2 separate regions of the Mus musculus genome follow, and region 2 is linked to region 1. Evidence: chromatin contacts called from public HiChIP or PLAC-seq data. All regions are on one chromosome and are shown on one strand. Each heading gives the region's core, a stretch centred on a gene start, on an enhancer-like site or on the middle of the called end of the contact. The rest is flanking DNA. Distances are from core to core; before and after follow the strand shown. Region 1 overlaps Amfr (autocrine motility factor receptor). Region 2 holds the start of Ogfod1 (2-oxoglutarate and iron-dependent oxygenase domain containing 1).

The links. HiChIP or PLAC-seq counts read pairs in DNA pulled down with a chosen protein or histone mark.
Region 2: a CTCF HiChIP or PLAC-seq map of CD8 T cells shows a contact between it and region 1, with 10 read pairs. The contact joins the promoter of Ogfod1 here to the enhancer-like site in region 1. A contact is called at or near these places in 1 of 15 datasets of contacts at CTCF or cohesin (CD8 T cells), 7 of 484 Hi-C or Micro-C datasets (the MNK3 cell line, colon epithelium, granulocytes and 2 more), 10 of 115 datasets of contacts at active chromatin or transcription factors (the 230-238 cell line, CD8 T cells, the SCID.adh cell line and 5 more) and 3 of 9 other capture datasets (adipose tissue, liver and pancreatic islet).

Annotation. Positions count from the first base shown.
Region 1 is chr8:93,979,451-93,984,780 of GRCm38.p6, reverse strand. Amfr (autocrine motility factor receptor) reads left to right here. Exons shown (of 14, transcript NM_011787.2): 9 at 1,279-1,469; 10 at 4,360-4,463. Among named protein-coding and RNA genes, the nearest start is that of Amfr, 31 kb to the left of the region's middle. Within about 2 kb of position 2,915, at least 44 of the 459 cell types and tissues checked have an H3K27ac peak or open chromatin away from gene starts, as enhancers often do. A contact at or near this core is called in CD8 T cells and pancreatic cancer cells, where this site is marked.
Region 2 is chr8:94,034,099-94,039,524 of GRCm38.p6, reverse strand. It overlaps Ogfod1 (2-oxoglutarate and iron-dependent oxygenase domain containing 1), which reads right to left and starts at 2,327. Exons shown (of 13, transcript NM_177767.4): 1 at 2,083-2,327; 2 at 415-560. The coding sequence starts at 2,236. It overlaps Nudt21 (nudix (nucleoside diphosphate linked moiety X)-type motif 21), which reads left to right and starts at 2,486. Exons shown (of 7, transcript NM_026623.3): 1 at 2,486-2,748. The coding sequence starts at 2,633.

The sequences.
Region 1 (5,330 bases), core at 1,666-4,165:
CTTTGAACATATTCCCAGCACGAGAGCAGGAATGTTACCTCAGCCTGGCCTTGTTGGTGATGTTGCTTGGAAACCTGTGACTAGCATTTATTTTTTAACCTGTGAGCCTTTTTTTTTTTTTTTGCCTTTAGATGTTTCTTTATCCGCATTAGCCAACTTAATTTCTATTTATTAGCTTTCTTCAAAAATTTTCCCCATTTTGAGTTCTAGAGAACTGGGTTGAAGTGGAACCAAGAACACTTGAGTGATCCATTAGCAAAGATCACAGGCTTGGCCCTTCCATAAATCTCCAAGATCAGAGAAGATCTCATATTTCAGAGCTATCAAGACTAAGAAAAATAATTTTGTACATGGATTTAGTATTTTGCTACTGCTAGATTTAGAGGTGTGTTTTAGAAAAACAGGCCTCTGAAGTACTGGTGCCTGCCTTTAATCCCAGCACTCAGGAGGTAGAATCTCTGAATTTAAGGCCAGTCTGGTGTACAGAGTGAGTTCCAAGACTACACAGGGAAACCCCATCTCAAAAAACTGAGAGAGAGAGAGACAGAGAGAGAGAGAGAGAGAAGGGAGGGAGGGAAACAGGACTCTGAAGAGTAGTAACATAGGAATCTGATTCAGATTAGGAGGAAGTGACTTTTAGCAGGAGTGAGATCTTTGAAGGCAGAGCAGGTCAGGAGGGTGTAAAATGGGAGGCACAAGGAGCAGCTCCAGCAGAGGGCAGAGTTGGTGTGTTGATGGAATCAGATAGAAGCCAGCGTGGGATTCATGGTGGAAGAAGGAGTGTGTCTGCCAGTGGGGTAGATGTCGGCCAGGGCTGGAGAGCTGCTGGATGGGCAGGGACCACTGAAGAATTTTAAGTGAGGTGCTGGATAGAGAGGAGTGAATGAGCTCTACAGAGCCAGTGTTTTGAAGAAAAGGCCATGGTTATAGCCATATTGGTCGGTAGCTGTGTAGTAAATAGGAAGATCGTTGGAGTAAAGCAGTCCAGGGTGGAAGAGGCTGAATGCTGGCTGAGTGAGCCACATGGGCTCTGCAGTAGCCGAATGGAGCTGGAGGTGAGAAGCCAGGCCATGAAGTGGTGGAGGAGGGACCATAGCCAGAGGATGGTAGATGTCTGCAGTAGAGGTGGTGGCCACAAGTATTTGTCAGCATTTACATCTGGTTACTGGTAAATACAAGTAAAGCGAAATGAGAAAAACAGTAATTCTGGTGATTTCTCACAAAATATGCTGAAGAGAATTGAATATGTTCTATCTCTTCCTTTGAACTCTTTGATAGCTCCTGCCTTCGTTCTTGGCTAGAACAAGACACCTCTTGTCCAACATGCAGAATGTCTCTTAATATTGCTGATGGCAGTCGTGCCAGGGAAGACCATCAAGGAGAGAACCTGGACGAGAACTTGGTTCCTGTAGCAGCTGCCGAAGGCAGGCCTCGCTTGAACCAGCACAATCACTTCTTCCACTTCGATGGTAAAGTGGCTCCAACTTCTACAGCTATCCGTGTGGCTTTCTGCTAAAGTGATACTGTTAGGATTTGTAAACTGCCCTGTATAGACAAGTTTACTAGTACTTAAAATTTTTTTACTGTCCTTTACTAAATTCATTTATTCTGTGTGGTTATGTTTGTAGTGCATGTATATGTATACTACATGGTATCCCTGTGGAGGTCAGAGGGCAATTTGTGAACATTGGTTCTATTCTTGTGTTACGGATCCTGGGGACTAACTGGCTTATCAGGTTTAGATAAGAACCTTCACTTGATGGGTTATCTTGCCAGCCTTGTATTACATTTTAACTTCCTTTATTTAGTTTTAATACAGGTTTTTTTGTTTTGTTTTGTTTTTGTTTTTTCTGTGTATCACAGACTGGCCTTGAACCTAGGGTTGTTGTGCCTTAGTTTCTCTAGAGTTATGTTTACAGGTTTGTAGCCACCGTGTCTGCCTTATGCCTCAGTTTCAGAAGTGTTCAGGGTGGACGGATGAGTAGGTGGAACTGAGGGGTTATTCTGTGTCATTAATAAGTGGGGTGAGACGGTCAGTGGTGCATGGCTTTAATCCCAGCACTCAGGAGGCAGAGGCCAGCCTGTCTACAGAATGATTTTCAGGGCAGCCAGGGCTACACAGAGACCTTGTCTTGAAAAACAAAGGAGGTGGAGGGTGAGGTGGGGAGGTGGAAGTAGTGAAACTGAATTAGTGTGTCTTTAAGGAACCCACATAACTAGTTCAATAGTTAGCCTTTGCTAAAAGTTGGTTGTATTGGTGTGTTATGTAAACTTATGATGAAGGTTCCTTGAGTTGTCCTCTCAGGGAGGACATAGGTGGAATCTGAAGGGAGCCCTGTTGCTTTCTTCATAAAGCATGGCTAGTCCTGCAGCTTGGATTCTAAAGTCATGGGTATTTATAGGGGCTGATTATCTATCTCTCCTGGAGTCACGCCTCCCAGTGGATACTGAGCCCATCAATTCCAGTGCCATGGGTTGATGAATTCCTGCTCTGGAATTTTCTTAGGAGAGGTGCTGTTCAGACTCTGATTTAAGTTAATCTCAGGGTGAAATATCGTAAGAGTATTGGTACAGTCCTGAAAGGCTCAAGGGGAGAAGAGGCCAGCGTCTGAAGGAGCTTCAAGGAGCTGTTTTGGTTCTGTTATTAACAAAGGGAGTAGAGCACAGACCTTTAGTCCCAGCACATGGGAGGCAGAGGCAGGGGCAGAGGCAGGCGGATCTCTGTGAGTTTCAGGCCAACCTGGTCTACATAGAGAGTTCCAGACCAGTTGGGGTTACATGGTGACTCATAAAGAGAACCATCCCAAGTGTAAAAGTGGGGTTTTTCCCCACAGCCCCGAGCTCCTGAGACTCAAACGGTATTTACAGACACCTTGGCCGCAAGCTTTGACTGTTCCCAGCTGACTCATAGAGTAGTCATCCCATTATTCTATTCTAGTTGTACCATGTGGCTGGTTACCTTTGTTCCTCTCCCATGCTTCTGCCCTTCTCCATGTTCCTGGGGCAAATCCTTCACATCTGGCTCTGTCCCAGAATCCTTGCTTCCCATGGAATTTCCTGCCTCAGCTACAGCCAGCCAGTCAGCTTTATTTGACAGGTAAAGCTTCCAGACAGACAGCGATTCCTAAGAGCCAAGCACAAGCTTGTTCTCGCTCAGTGCTGAACTCTTCCATGTGGGCCTCAGCGTGCTAGTCCAGCCCCTTACCTCTGAGCCATGTAGTTCCAGCCATTTTCTGATTTCTCTTTGAGACAGGGTCTCATGATGTTTCTCAGGCTGGCTTTTCACTTGTTAATTCTCTTGTCTGTACCTCCCAAGAAGCTGGGATTACAGACCTGCACCACCAGACTTGCTTACTAGGTACAGCTTCTGAAATGTGTTGGCAGATCTTGGAGATGGAGATATATATATATATCCCATCACTTTGTCCCTTGTTTTGGCAAGATCCCTTGTATCGCATGCTGCAGCTTGGTCGTAAAGCAATACAACCCCACACATGAAGCTCTGAAGCTTGATCTGAATGTTTTGTAGTTGGCACATGATGGCTTTGAATTGTGATCCTAAAACAATAGAAACGACACCTGCTAATGATTACATCACTCCACAAACCTATGTTGGAGAACGCTTTGAAAAAGAATTTATAATCTGAAAACTAAGGTAACCAACCCCCCATTCCGCAAGGCACTGTTTCATTGTGTAGCCCTTGCTGGCTTGGGGTTCACTATGTTGACCAGGCTGACCTTGAATTCACAGAGATCCTTCTGCCTCTGTCTCCCAAATGATCAGAGTAAAGGTGTATATTAGGGAATGGAGGTGTGTACCTCTCTTGAATGGGTAAGAGAACACCCCTATACCTATTTAAAACAAGGCATTCAGCACAATGCCCAGACCAAGGTTAAGTTATATTAAGCAGAAAGTACTTCATGAAGGTAATGATGGAAATGGCTCATCCACATGAGGAGTAATTTGTGCTGGTTGTAGCAGAGGAGTGGACCTGAGCTGCTAGAGCAGTTTCGGAGTCATGGGAACCCTTGACGAGAGAAGGGATTGCAGGTGGAATGGCTGTCTGGCCTCACGTTCTGCCACGTCATTAACCTGTGTGGTCTTGGATGTGTTTCCCTAACTTCTCAGTGCCTCAGGGACCAAAGACCAAGGTTGGGGCCAGAGTCACATCTCTCAGGGGAGTGGAAAGCACGTGTAGGTTTTGGTGAGGACAGAATAAACTAATCTGGAGAAAACACTTGGCAAAAAAGGAAAGCATAAAGAAAGCCCTCAGGCACTTGGTAGAGTGCCTGGAAACAGATGACACTGGGGCAGGGACCAGGGCACTAATTCTTGTGTTGGACTCTGATTTGTCTTAGGGTCCCGGATTGCAAGCTGGCTGCCAAGTTTTTCAGTTGAAGTGATGCACACTACCAACATTCTTGGCATCACGCAGGCAAGCAACTCTCAGCTAAATGCCATGGTAAGAATTGCTGACTGTTTAAGATGAGAACTAGTGAGTGGTCAGGAGGGCACAAGGAGCTCCATGACATGTGAATAGTGTGGCGGGGATAGGGTGGCGGGGATAGGGTGCATGACCTTGCTGGTTTCTCATAGCACAGCCAAGTTTTCAGGGACCACTTCCATTTCTTTCCATTCACTCCTCTCTTCTTTGTCTCCCTCCCCTCTTCTCTCCCTGTCTGGAACAAAAGATTAAATCCAGGCCTGAATGTACTAAGAGTGCTACCTCAGAGCCTTGACACGATAATAAGCTGGTGCTGACTAGTGAGTGCTCAGGTAGTAAGGCAGGCAGCCCACACCAGTCGGGAACTTGCTTGTGTTTTACCTGTGGCAGTGCTCACTACCAGGTCTACCTTACTGTGACCCAAGCCCACGCTGAGACTCCTTGATTTAAGCAAACATTCAGAAGGAAGTATCAACAAGAGTGAACAATATAAAGAATTACATAAGAATTATCAAATACATTTTTTTTGTTTCTTTGCCTCCAAAGTGTTGTGTGTGTGTGTGTGTGTGTGTGTGTGTGTGTGCATGTCTCTGCACCTTGTAACTTTGAGGCATGCTGTTGGCTCAAGGAAATTGTCCAAATACTTTTTGTTTTTGTATTTTTCTGAAGCTGTGTATTTGGTTTTTGGAATAGGGTTCTGTCTGACATGGAATTCTATGTAGAACAGCCTGCCTGCCTTTTTTCCTCCTGAGTGTTGGAACTGAAGGCATGTGCCACCAAACCTGGCTAAAAGTCTGTCTCTGAGCTGGGTGTGGTGGTGCATGCTTTTAGTGCCAGCACTTGGGAGGCAGAGGCAGGAGGATTTCTGAGTTCGAGGCCAGCTTG
Region 2 (5,426 bases), core at 1,078-3,577, 55 kb before region 1:
TGTCACTATCATCTTTATTACTGTAGATGGTAGAGAGCAGAACTTTGTCAAAAATCTCCCTGATAACCGTCACAGCAATTAATACACAGTCAACACTCAGTAAGGTCATGTTAAAGGAATGTTTGACAATGCCAAGGTGAAGAATGAAAACAAACCTAATCTAGAGCCTTGAGTCTTAATAAATAGATAAATTGCATGGATGCATGTGTATCTGCCTGAGGGTGTGCGCACTGGGTGATTTTAGGGATTCATGAATTCCCCTGAAGTCGATGTGGGAACTTGACTGGAGCTTCTGGAAGAGCGATAAGTGCTCTTAACCACTAAGCTATCTCTGTAGCCATGATTAGTGGATGATTTTATAGCTAAGGGATTTCTGGGGAGGAAGAGCCAATGAATGCAATGAGAATAAATTACCTGTTGGAACTTATATAAATCATTGTACTTTTCATGGAAGTCCAGGCTCAAAAGCTCTTTGTGAAGTCCTTCCAAGAAGTCTTGGCTTTGGATGAAGTTTGGGATCACACAGTGAAGGAAAGGATCCATGTCCAAGGCAATAGCTTCTGTTGGAAGGAAAATAGCACCCTGGTCTTTCCTCTCTTCTGTATGTCTGACCACCAAGCAGCATAATAGAATACAAGAAGAGACCATCATGAAGTTCTGGTAGTCCAATCGTTAAAGACTAAAATTCATGAAGAACTGTGCTCATTCAAAACTACTGTTCTCAGATACTATGCTTCCCTGTTAGGCTTTAATGAGTGGAAGGGACGACGCCAATGGAAGCTCTTAGTTTTTATTTTAAGTTATTTAGTTTACTGACTCTTGCATCAAATGCATTCTAGATTCTTTTTCTTTTAAGACTTATTCATTTATTTGCTTTATGTACATGAGTGTACCGTCACTCTCTACAGACAGACCAGAAGAGGGCATCGGATCCCATTACAGATGTTGTGAGCCATGAGGTTACTGGGAATTGAACTCAGGACCTCTGTAAGAACAGTCAGTGCTCTTAAACACTGAACCATCTCTCCAGCCCCACATTTTAGATTCTTAACTCATTCTCTCCAGAGCGAAGTAAAACAAATAATAAGAGTAGCAAAACTGGCTGGCTATTTCTCTTTAATACCACCCTTTCTTTCCCTAAATTTCTGGGTTTAAAAACAAAACAAAACAAAACAAAACAAAAAAAAAAAAAACAGGTGGTTTTTAACCTCTAACTGATTTCACTTCCACTAGATTATGAATAACAACCAATCTTGACCCAGTGGTGCCTTATAAGCATTATTTCATTTATATTCTCTACAACTGAGGAATCGATGATATAGTCACTACGCCTTTGCAACAGACAAAGAAACTGAGAAGTCTCTGGGCAGCCGGAGCCTGCATTTTATGTAATCATCTTCTGCCTGCGTCCTGAGCGCCCAGGGGTTCCCCTGTTTAAACACTCAAATGAAACAGACAATCGGCAAGTCTGAGAAAATTCAAGACGCACCCAGCCAGAGTCACATTGTATAAGGTAATAACTTGTAGCTATGTCTGGAATGATCGTTCCTTTCAAGATTATGTTGGTTTTGTGCGTCACTTAGGCCAACGACAAGGTACGTGAAAACTGGTAAATCCAGGTGCTTGCTTCTCTGGCAGCTTTCAACACCAGCGTGGGTTAGACAGTCCACGTAACAGCGGAGAGTGACCCTCGCTTGCTAGCTATTTACCGGTTCTCAAGGAAACGTTTATGAATGTCTACAAACATTAGTTTGTCAATCCCATCTTTCGGAGGGGGAATACTATTAACGATTCCGTTTTATAAACGAAGAAACTGGCCCTTAAGCAAAGTTATATGCATTGCCCAATGACGTACAATCAGCAGAGGGATTCTGAGTGACCTCTGATTCTAGAATTCAACCCCCAGGCTACATGTCTCCCACTTCCCCATAGTGTCCGGAGCTTATATTTATTTTCCTCCCCAGGCTTGCCAAATCAAGCAGAATATGGAATGAACCGAGCAGCAGTCAGCGCCCGGGTCGGAGGTGGCTGCGATCCTCCCCACACCTCTTGCTGCCGCGCCTCCCTACAGCACCCCATTACCATGGCTGAACGGTGTCCGGCAGCTCCAGGCCTCAGCCACCTGCTTCCTCAGGATTTCTTCAGTGACAGCGTCCGAAAACTCTGCCGATACCTGCTTCTTTCCCTTCTTCATTGGCCGCGCTGGGCCAGGATCCGCCGGCCGCTTCCCGTTCATCTTCTCACGGTGCACAGACCCACGCCAAGGAAGTCAGGACGCTACTTCCCTCCAGAAACTACAGTTCCCGAAAACCCTCTTTCCTTATTTCACCAGCATTACCCAATGGAAAGGCAGTAAAGCACAGGGAGGCGGGATCTCCACAAAAATAACCAATGGGAGATCAACATATTGCGTCACGCCGCCAGCAATTGGTCAAATGGTCGCAGTGGCCTGCCTCCCAACTTCCTGCCTCCGGAGCGTATTCACTTCCGGCGTGTGTTCCGCGCCTCTTGCTCTCGACTGTTAATGGCGGGTGGTGGCTGCTGAGCGGGACGCAGATAACCGCTGCCCGCCCCGCGGACGTCTCCCCGGGCCCCCGCTTTCTGCACGTCCCCGGCGTCGGAGCTGTTCAGCATGTCTGTGGTGCCGCCCAATCGCTCGCAGACGGGCTGGCCCCGGGGGGTCAACCAGTTCGGCAACAAGTACATCCAGCAGACCAAGCCCCTCACCCTGGAGCGCACCATTAATCTGTAAGTGCGGCGCGGCCTCGGCCGTTGATGCTCTCCCAGTGCGCGCTCCTCCCTCACGCCGGATGCGGGTTGTCCCTTCCGGGATGCGCGCTTTCTTTCCTAGACCTGTTTCTCGACCCCGACTTGGCAGTTTTCCTATTTTAAAAGCGAGGTTCGTTTCCCCCTTTCCCTTCATTCAGCCATGGTTAGAACCTGCGTTTGCTTTGAATTCATAATGTGTGTATCCTTTCAATCCGTTGCTGGTTGTTTCATCGCACATGTATTTGTGTTTATTTGAACAATTCTCAGTTTTGTAGGGTGTACATTTCTTTTACAGTAACTTTTCCAGATTAACCTCTGACATCCTAGTTTTTTTTTTTCCCCCTTTAAATGTTGGGTAGTGTTCCATCCAGTGGCCACATTTTATTAATTTTCGCGCTGTTTGGTCTACCTTTTTGCATTTGTATGTCTTGTCTACCAAAGTGCCAACATACAGTATCATTGCAGACTCCCAGTAGACCTAAAATTGCGAGGACACACTCTGTTGTCTGGTTGTACTTTCAGAGGTCGGAGGTACCTTACATGTTGTCCCGACAGCCTGTTTGCAGGCTGTTTTGTTTTCAACAAACCTTTGTCTTAAGCAGATGATTGCATTTCGGGATCACTCAAACAAAATTTTGTTGTGGCAAGAAATTGAGATTGGGATATAGCTTATAATGTTTGGTACCTCATTCCCTAGTGTGGAGCTGATTCTAATGGGAAAAAAGTGTCCAGTTTAGACTGGTTATTTGTTTAAAATGTGCAAGACATTGCTGAGAGTGGGGTTTGTGTAAGTCATTTTAGTGACTCACCTTTCATATTCAAATAAATAAACAAATCTCTCATATTCAAGTAAATAAACCATTCCTCCTAAAACTAAATGTGACATGAAGTTGAAAACTTGTTGAGCTCTTGAGAACTGTTCTCAAGAACAACTACTACTATTGTTTTTGACAAAACAAGTAATGGCACGCAAACTTCGGTAATGAAATGCAAGGTTTATAAAATGTGGAAATAGTTGACAGTCGTGTCTGTGCAAATTTACTTTTGTCCCACAATTCACAGTAGCACTTTAATTTTCTGTCACTTAAGTGCTTATAAGATTCCCATAAAATGGGAGAGGCGAGTGCTCCTTTAAAAAGAGTGGAGGAGCACAGGAGTTGTTTGCTAACTGGTAGTGGGCTTGCCTCGTGTGTGGAATGCCCTGGATTCTATCGCCAGCACCTCAAAAAAGTGAAAAATTGGAAGCATGACTTCACCATAGGTCTTCTCTAAACTCTCCTTGATTACTGTGTCTGTTGACAGCAGCCACTGGGGAGAGTTGTTGAAATCCATGTACTTTGAGCAGGCGGTTTTGCAGGTTGAGCACGTAACTTTTGCTTCCTGTGTAAATGCAGTGTTGAGAAGTAAAATTGTTGTGCTGTGAACTTGAGTTCACCTGAGGGGGTTACCCATTAAGTAGCAAGTACATCTTTTGTTTCTGCAGTCCATTCCCATTCAGGAAACACTGGATGGGTCCCAGTGTACCACTGTGTGCATGCACATGGCCCGGTGTGTAGATGCACACTCTGCTTTAAGATGCCTACAGTATGATGTGGGGGAGAATATGCTCTTTGTGGGCTGCTGCTCAGATTTCACAGCTAGAAATTGGAACATTTCGTTCTGCTGAGATCCTGGGATGTAGGAGATAGCCCTTGCAATAGAAATGTGTTGTGGCTAGTCTCAATTCTTTGTAATGTAGGTTGGGGAAACCAAAAGTTAACTCATGTAATGCATTGTACAGTACATAAAACTGTGTGTAGTAACTTCTTCCTAATATTGTTGGTATAAGATTCATTTTTGGATCTACCGCAAAAGTGTTGATAGTCTTTAAAGTCCCCTGAAAATGGCATGTTTTTATTATTTTAGAGCTACTTTATGTTTAGAATTTGACCTCTGGAATTAATCTTTTCCTTTTGGCTACCTTGATTTCCCTTCTCAAGAACAACTGAGGAGAGAGAGTATGTAGTTGTCTATTACCGTCAAGAGGGTTTTTTGGTTTGGTTTGTGTGTGTGTGCATGTTGCACATGTGTGCTATATGCATTCATGCAGATATATATAGTTGTGTATGTGGGGTATATGTGTGTGTGTTCACAGCATTTGTGAATGTATGTTGTGCGAGTCACAGCACATGTGTGGAAGTCAGGACAATCTCAGGAGCCAGTCCACCTTGTTTGAGAATAGGGTCTCTTTTGATCTGCGCCAGGTTACCTGACTCGTAAGCTTCCGGGGATTTTTCTGTCTGCCCTCCAGCTTGCTTTGGGAGCACTGGGCTTTTAGGTGTTCCGACTGCAGCCAGCTTTGCATGGGTTCTGGAGATTGGACCTCAGATGCAGTTTGCATGTCAGGTGCTTTACACATGAGCATCTCAGCAGCCTAGTTTTGTAGTGTTTGCAGGTGTGCCTACGTATGCTATCTCTCCAGCCCCTCCCTTCCCACTTTTTTTTTTGAGACGAGAGTCCCTCACCATCCTTGAACTTGCAGAGTAAGCTAGGCTGATTGGCTGGCTAGTGAACCCCAGAAATACATCTGTCTTCATCTCCACAATATTGGGACTACTGTGCTCAGATTGTGTGTGTGTGTTGGTTGGTGGGTTTTATTGTTTGTTTTTGGTAGGTTG